Linked DNA regions of Mus musculus: region 2 is linked to region 1. Evidence: chromatin contacts called from public promoter capture Hi-C data. All regions are on one chromosome and are shown on one strand. Each heading gives the region's core, a stretch centred on a gene start, on an enhancer-like site or on the middle of the called end of the contact. The rest is flanking DNA. Distances are from core to core; before and after follow the strand shown.

The links. Promoter capture Hi-C pulls out the DNA fragments that hold promoters and counts their contacts.
Region 2: a contact with region 1 is called in a promoter capture Hi-C map of stem cell-derived epiblast-like cells, with 2.3 times the contacts expected there. The contact joins the enhancer-like site here to the promoter of Zswim6 in region 1. A contact is called at or near these places in 6 of 39 promoter capture datasets (the 3T3-L1 cell line, cranial neural crest, embryonic stem cells and 3 more), 1 of 484 Hi-C or Micro-C datasets (Sertoli cells) and 8 of 115 datasets of contacts at active chromatin or transcription factors (bone marrow-derived macrophages, craniofacial prominence, embryonic basal ganglia and 4 more).

What each region holds. Positions count from the first base shown.
Region 1 is chr13:107,888,335-107,892,428 of GRCm38.p6, reverse strand. Zswim6 (zinc finger SWIM-type containing 6) reads left to right here and starts at 2,365. Exons shown (of 18, transcript NM_145456.3): 1 at 2,365-2,825; 2 at 2,827-2,835; 3 at 2,838-2,843; 4 at 2,846-2,848; 5 at 2,851-3,032. The coding sequence starts at 2,380.
Region 2 is chr13:108,106,051-108,110,144 of GRCm38.p6, reverse strand. The region is part of intron 1 of Ndufaf2 (NADH:ubiquinone oxidoreductase complex assembly factor 2); the gene reads left to right. Among named protein-coding and RNA genes, the nearest start is that of Gm52057, 28 kb to the left of the region's middle. Within about 2 kb of position 2,159, at least 10 of the 459 cell types and tissues checked have an H3K27ac peak or open chromatin away from gene starts, as enhancers often do. A contact at or near this core is called in stem cell-derived epiblast-like cells, where this site is marked.

The DNA.
Region 1 (4,094 bases), core at 1,116-3,615:
TTAGAAAATGAAGCTGGATTGCCCCAGGGCTAGGGGGTATAGTTCAGCCCAAGAGCATTGACGCTGGAGGGCCTATGTTCCATTCCCAGAAAAAACTTAACAAAAAATGACTGGATCCCTCCAGGGAAGGTCCATGTCTTAGATCCAGCCTCTTTTAGTTCATTGCGATATCAAATTCTTTAAATGTTAGCCCCCTCTAAAGGTATGTATTTTCCGGTAACGGAAATTAATCCCTCCCACCAACACCGCATCTGACCCTGAATGAGTCATTAATTCTGTCCGAGGACATCAGTTCTGTCCTTTTTAACTTTCTAATTCAGAGACCCGTGTACACGGGTGGAAATGTTCAGCGACCTGTACTGCACACGCTTTTGTCGTGACTTTTTGAGGACAGACTAGGGCTCACCCTTCTTTCTGCTCCGATACTCTAAGTTTTAAAGTCTCTTAAAATTATTTCTTAAAGAGATATAGATATTAAACAACCGGAGGAAAGGGACTTCCTCTTCCGCTTGCCCATAAAGCTCTTCCAGTTTTCTGTCCGGCTTTTTCCTAGGCACCGAGGAGGTGCCTAGAAAAATACTGGATGAATATACAAAAACATGTCACCAAAATTTTCCTAACAAGCAGCTATGGAAAGTCTGCCAGCGTCCTGTCTCCAGGGACTTCTAGCCTGGGGCTCCCGATGCCCGACATGGATCACGTCCAATGTCTCGGGCGGCCTTCGCTTTGAGTGGGCAATTTTCTTTACAACGCCGACGCGCGTAGTTGCTTTAAATTCAGACCAGGTAGGCAGTGGGGAGTAGCCAATATGCGAAAGTGTCAGAGGAGCTAGGGCTTATCTCCAACAATAGGACAGTATCTCTAACACTGTTTACAGTAAAAACAGAAGGTGGAGCAAGAAGTCAGAGTGTCTAACGTGGTCATTAAGCCTGCGGCTTGGCTGAGATCTAACCAAGCTCTGCAGAGTGCGAAGAACAATGTCCGCAGGGTTCCCGGTTCAGACGGGGACTCGTTTCTCCGCCTCCGCTGGCGCCCGGGCACCGTCTCCCAGCGCTGCTCGCTCTCCTGCTGCCCTGCAGCGGGGAGGACCCGCCGGTCGGGCGCCGCCAATGCTGCAGGGAGCGCAGCGCGCGTCCGGAGCGCCAAGGACTCCAGGTCTCAGCCCCGCCGCAGATTCCAGAGCGCCCGCGGCTGTTGTCCGCCACCGGGCGGCCGTGAGCGACAACCGTCTCGCGTTGGAGAGTTTGCGCGATCCTCTCTGCCCGTGTGTGCGCTCTAAGTGAGCGGCCCGACCCCCTGGGTCTGCAGCAGGTCGCGGCAGAGGGCGACTGGGGCTCTGGGGTGAAGCCGGGCGGGCCGGCTTCTTGGCCCGAAGGACTGAAAGAGTGCGAGGGCGGGGCGGGGCAGGGCGGCGCGGCCGGCTCGGGACGCGCGTCCAGCGGCTGCGGGGCAGCATCCGAGCGCTGCGCGTGTCCGGGCGCTCGATCGACTCGGCTCCCTGGCGTGTCACCGGGCCGGAGCGAACCCGGGGCTCAGGGCTGGGTGCGCTGCAGTTACGCGGGGCAGCCGCGCCCCTTCCCCACCTGGGTCGGCGAAAAGTGAAGTGGAAAACAGTGGCTGAGCTCAGCCCTCCTCCCTTTCCCCCCTGCGCCGCAGCCACGGCCGAGGGTGGGGGAAGTTCGCTTCGCCGGGTTGGAAGGAAAGCAGGCGGCCTGGGCCGCGCCTCCCCCGCCTTCCTCTCGGCCGCGTCCCCGGGGCTTCACGCAGCATTTCTTTGTTTTGAAAGCGCCTCCTCCGCCCAGAGGCTTTTCCCCGCGGGGCCGGCTGACTGGGGGGTGGGGCATCGAGCAGTCGGCCCGCCCTCCATTTAGTCCGGAACCCTCCCCCCTCCCCGCCCCGCGGCGACCCACGAGGAGCGTCCACGCTCGGCGGACATCAAAAGGAGGCAGGGCGCTGGAGGGCTAAGTTGAGTAGACAGGGGGCGCAGAGACCCACCCACCCTTCCCCTTGGCAGACGGCCCGACCCCTCCCGCGGAAACCCCGCCTGAGCCCCGCCTCCCGCGTCACAGCAGCCTGACATTCTCACAGCCCACCGGGCACCCAACCCGGGTGCCCCCGCCACCCCCGTGTCCACGGAGCGCTCTATTTATGTTTCAGCCCAGTGATTTGCATAGGCCCCGCCCCCTCCCCTAGGTTCTCCCTATCGGCGCTCCTCCTCGGCGATGTCGTCACGGCCTAGGCCACACCTCCCGTGCCCCTACAAGGAGCGGCGGGCCCTAGATGGCAGCGTGGCGTCGCCACGGCGTGTGCGTGTCGCGCTTCCTTGTGCCGTTTATAGGGTCCCGGCACTTCCGCTGTCGGGTTAGAAGCGGCGCGGTCATGGCGGAGCGCGGACAGCAGCCTCCTCCCGCGAAACGGCTCTGCTGCCGGCCGGGCGGCGGCGGCGGCGGCGGCGGCGGTGGTGGGGGCAGCAGCGGCGGCGGCGCGGGTGGCGGCTACAGCTCTGCCTGTCGGCCCGGCCCGCGGGCGGGCGGTGCGGCGGCGGCGGCGGCGTGCGGGGGCGGCGCGGCACTGGGGCTGCTGCCGCCGGGCAAGACCCAAAGCCCCGAGTCTCTGCTGGACATCGCAGCGCGCAGGGTGGCGGAGAAGTGGCCGTTCCAGCGCGTGGAGGAGCGCTTCGAGCGCATCCCGGAGCCGGTGCAGCGCCGCATCGTCTACTGGTCCTTTCCCCGCAGTGAGCGGGAGATCTGCATGTACTCGTCCTTCAACACCGGCGGCGGCTCCGCGGGCGGCCCCGGCGACGACAGCGGCGGCGGCGGCGGGCGGCAGCACGGGCGCGGCGCGGCGGCGCGGCGGCTCCTCATCCTCGCCGGCCGCCACCTCAGCCGCCGCCGCCGCCGTCGCCGCGGGCACCGGGACCCCGTCGGTGGGGGCGGCCAGCGCTGCGGACGGCGGCGACGAGACGCGGCTGCCCTTCCGCCGGGGTATCGCGCTGCTGGAGAGTGGCTGCGTAGACAACGTCCTGCAAGTCGGTGAGTCACGGGGCTGCCGCGGGCCGTCGGTCCTTCGGTCTGTCCTCCTGTCCCTCGGGGGTGGGGGAGGGCAGGGTCTCCCCTCCGATCCCCTGGGCCGCCTCGGGTCGGGCGCGCGCGGTGCAGCAGCGGGCGACTCGGACGGTCCCCGGAGCGGAGCGCCCATTTCCTCCCGCTGGTCCCCGCCCCCGTCTCCCCGGACGGGCTAGCGCGAGTGGGAAATGAATCAGCAAGGACGCGCCCCTCGGTGGCGGGGTGGTGGGTGTCGGCGTCCCGGTCGTCTGTCCGGCAGGCTGAGTGCGGGTGTGCGGGGCGGGCGTGGACAAAGGCGCGGGTGGCCGCGGGGCTCGGGCTGGGGCGTGCGGCGCGGGGGAGGGGGCGCGGGCCGCAGACAATGCCGACCGGGGCGCTCGCTCTGCACTGCCCGGCTCGCGTCCTTTCTTCTGGCGCTGCTCCGCGCCCCGCGGTCCGAGGTGGGGTGGTGGCGATCCCTTCAACCCCGCTCGGCCACCGCTCCGCTCGGGGCTCCGACGGCCGGCCGGCTAGCCGGCCGGCCCCTCGTACTCAGGCTGCTTTAAGGTGTCTGCAACGAGCTCCGCGGCGTCCGCGTCCGGGTCCCCGAGCCACCCCGGCCGGCAGTGACGGCCGGCCGGGCCGCTGAGGGGCGCCGCTCTCGCTTCTCCGTCCCGTGAGGCACCCCGCCGCCCGACTTCTGCCTGAGCCCGGGGTTCGGGCGCGGTGCTGAGGGAGCGGGCAGCACCGCCGACGCTGTGACCCGCGGCCGGCGTCCGCACCGAGGGGCCCCGCGGCCCCTGCGCCCCTGCGCTGCTGCGCGCCCCGCACCTCCCGGCAGTTTGTTCTCCTTTCGGGTTTATTTGTGCCCCTTTCAATTTTCTGTCACCCTCCGAAAAGGGGAAAGCAAACAAAAGAGCCTCTTTATTTCTTTTCAGGGCTTGTAAAGTAGAAGATATTTGACAAAGGCGAGAGAAGGGCTTGTGATTTAAAGCTGCACAGCCCTTCTTTCTCTGACAGACCAGGAGAGTTTTCTCAAATCCCTCTGCC
Region 2 (4,094 bases), core at 910-3,409, 220 kb before region 1:
TGGGAGATTCTTGGGTGAAGTTTTCTCTGATAGTAAGTGAGACGGGTAATGATGAGCCCATAGAATGTGCACAGCACACTTGAACTTCTGTGCTGGTGATCTGTGCAAGCGTGCAGCTGGGAAGGGGCACTGGCAGGTGGGGAGTGGTCTGCATAAGTGGGAACTAGGGAACGCATCTCTGATGTACCTGCTGCTCAGTGGTGCTCTGAGCTTAAACTGCTCTAAACGATAACACAGGAAATGATTGTATTTGAGGCTACCGTAGATTAGAAATATGTAAGGCTTCCGTTGTATGGAAGACATCTTTGGTAGGTGTTGCTGCTCTACCACAAAAAGTTTAAAGGGAAAGTCAGAGCTTTCTGAGTATGTATGATTATATCACAAAATGTCCTTGATTTTGTTAAAGGATTCTGTGTCCTATGTCTTTGAGCCACAGCCTTCCAATCTGTAAATTAAGCTTGTGGTTCTTGTATGTACATGTAGGTCCTAATTACATACCTCAGTGTTTGCTTCCCTCTGGGTGTTGTCAGTTATATTAGCGTATGCTCTACAGTCTAGACTCACACATATCAGCAGATGCTGTAGTTTGGTGTGATTAGCAGTTTTCTTAGCTTTTGTAGTTGTATTAACGTTACCCAGCTACTTACAACTATGACATTTGGATCTTCTGCTCTGCCACGGTAAGCAGATATTCCTCCTGAAGCAACATAGCAGTCGTGTTTAATTCCACGAGAGTGTCTCTGTTTTCCCTCTTCCTACAGTAGAAACTACTCAGCAGTGTGAAGTTGAAATATTCTTCCTGTGCCTTTCCTGGCCTGAACCCCGGGGCCTTGTTGCAAGCATCGCTTGTTCGCCAGTGTCTGTTACTGAGCTCTGACTGACCCCACTAAGCCACCAAAGCAGAGAAACCGAGGTGCAGAGCTTAGAGGTGCCTCTGTCAGGGAGACGTCGCCAACAGGCTCTAATGGTAACTCAGGTTGGCTCATTAGGTGAATCATGCTCAGTACAGAGGCTTAGGCTCAGTCACAGCTCATGGGGTATGTCTCTTGGTTTGCTTCTTTGGAAGTGATGTATGGTTTGTAGTGGTTTGTCTTTTCCTGAATTTTAATCACTTTAATATGATAACGCTTTGTGGACTTCAGTGGTTTACATCTGCATATTTTTACAACTATGATTTTAGATGATAATTTTTTCAAACTGTGTTTCACTTTAATACTTAACCTAATTCATTACTTACTGTAATTAGACAAATAGTATGAAGTAGAAGTATTTCATATAAACATCAAAAAAGTCTGCCACAATCCTTGCCCTGCTTCCTTAAACAGTTTGAAATCTGTGACATGTTTATATCAGGGTGTGCGGTTATCCCATGGTGGCAGTGTATTATTTTTACTCCTCCTTCAGCCTAGGATAGAGTGCCAGTGAACTCTATAAATCATCTGTAATAGTTTGTGGCATAACTACCAGTGTATAAGTCTTATTGTCCACTCAAGTGTCATTATGCGGTGTATGGCTGTAGATCGTATGGTAGCCATTGGGAAAATAGCATTGTTCAAGACTTAAATGTTAGACCAGAAACCATAATAGTCCTAGAGTAAGAAGGGAGGAAGGCCTATGGCCTTAACAGCAGTGCACTGACTCGGACACAGTTTACAAAGGTGGGATTAGGTCAGGTTAGAAAGCTTCTGTGCAGGAAATTAAGCGGTCATCAGAATGATGACATAACTGCCACGGGGAAGAAAATGTTTGCTAAGCACATCTGTCCCCTGCTGTGATGAAGCACCCGACGATGACAGCAGTGTGCATCAGGAAAGGTTTGTTTTAGAGCAAAGTCTCATGGGCTTCCTGTTATAGTTGGGAGGCTTCATTGCTTTAAACCTGGGGTCAGGCAGTGTAGAGAGTGTGGAGTGTTTGGACTGAAGCAGCTTATGTCTGATACCTGGGAAGTGAGATGGGCAGCAAGCATCCACGCGGAGGTAGTGTCACCCTAAAGCTAAGCCCCGAATGAACCTACTGCCTCCAAGTCCTGCCTCCTAAGCATTCCATGCCCTCCTGATAATGTTACAGCTCTGAGCAGCCAGGGTAGGAGATTGCAGACCTAAACTAAGCACCACACACCTCAGGAGCCTCCCCTAGAGCCCGGAGGTGGTGTGGCTCCGAATGCACAGAGCACATCTGTTCCCAGTCTTCCTCATTCCCTGCCTCCCTCTCCAGGGGAGGGGGTCGTTGATCCTAAAGTCATTAGCAGTTGTCAGGCAAAAAACGGTCCTGTACTAAGAGCTGCTAAGGCCGCTCCAGCCTTTGGTAGCATCAGACTTAATGCTCACTTCTTCCCTTCAGCAATGGATCTTATTAACTGATGGATCTTATTCTACAAGGTCAAAATCTGCTCCATGAAGCCAGGCGTGGTGACGCACGCCTTTAATCTCAGCACGTGGAAGGCAGAGGCAGATGGATTTCTGCATTCGAGGCCAGCCTGGTCTACAAAATGAGTTCCAGGACAGCCAGGGTCATACAGAGAAACCCTGTCTCGAAAAAAAAAAAAAAATCTGTTCTATGAGGGTCCAAAATCTGTTCCATGTTGCTATTCTCCCACCCTATGGCAAGCACTGACAGAAAAAAAAAATACAAAGCTAACATGTATAATATTTACCAAGTATATTACATTATTCTTAGACATTAGTAGAATCCTATGATTACTTTATTTTAAGCCCTATTTTATAGATAAGCCAGGACAGACAAAGTCACATAGTACTAAAGAAGATAGGCTGATAAGGACAATATTTAGAGAAGACAGAACACTGGGTAACAGAAGAATGCAGTACTGTCTAAGTAAAACTTTCTAAACAAACGTGCACGGTGAGCTCGCAGAGTTGCAGTTTTAGTCATAGAGATAAAAGGTAAAGTAGTGGGCGGTGTCGTCTGGTGTGTCAGTGACACAGCTCTCAGGGGTCCCTGTCAAATAGCAGCGCATCTTATGCACTGTTTCAGCAGAGCCTGCAGTGACCTGTGTGAAGGCTCACAGCAAGGCAAGCATGGACGTGTGTCCAGTGATGCTGTGCCCGCTCCTTTTTACATTGGATTGCACTCTGGAAGACGGGCTGCTTCTCTATGTCTTAATACAAGTTCCTAACCTACAAATTAGTTAATTCTAAAAGTTCTATGTAAGCAGCTTATTTAAATTCAACACATTTTCCATAGAAATTGTGTTATAAATTGTAGTTCAGTTTTCAGAATAATTCACAGATCTCATTTCATCTATAATTTATCTGAATTACAACATATTAATAAAAACATATTGATTAGCAGTGAAGCCAAGAGAGATGCAATAACTCTTCACATCTTTTAAGAAGAGTAAAGAATAGATATGATAAATGTTTTTCCAGGTGGATTTGACTCAGCTATAATAGTCAAAAGCTGAATCAAAAGAAAGCAAAAGTTATGTGGGCATTTCTCCTGGGAGCTAAGGACATGGGTGCTGAAATTTTAAATTTTTCAGTCTCTCTGCCAGTCAGCAGCCAGTGATACCATCACAGAATGGTGCAAAGCAAAGGGAGGGTTGAGGATAGGTGTGCAGGGGATTTAGTCTCACAGGTTGGGGAAACGGAGGCAGGAAGAGAAGGAGGCAGTGTGAGCCTGAGTGTGTGGACAGTTTCTAGCACGGGAATGGCTATACCAAAGCACAGTTTCTTAAATCCATTTGAAATTCAGTGTAATTCTCAACACTATCCCTCAAAGATGAAGGGCTTTTGAACATAGTTTTCCAAAATTACAAACCTGAAGATTGTTGTAAGAATTAAGGTAGCAAAATAACACCTAACAGAACCATAGGTATACCTGTCACTGTAAACAGCCCTGCCCCCTCCAGCTCAGTCAGGTAACAGTGAGTAATAACCCACACGAACATAGTATCAGCCGAACTGCAAAGAAGTAGCAGAAGTCGGGAAGGGCCCTCTTTACTACTGAGCATAGAGGATGCTTTAGTCCATCCTTACCTGTTGTCTTGGTGATCAACCGATTGTGCATCCCACCAGCACACAGGCCCCGTTTCTGAGATCCCATCCATCCCGGAATGGCAGCCCTTCCTCTGTGAC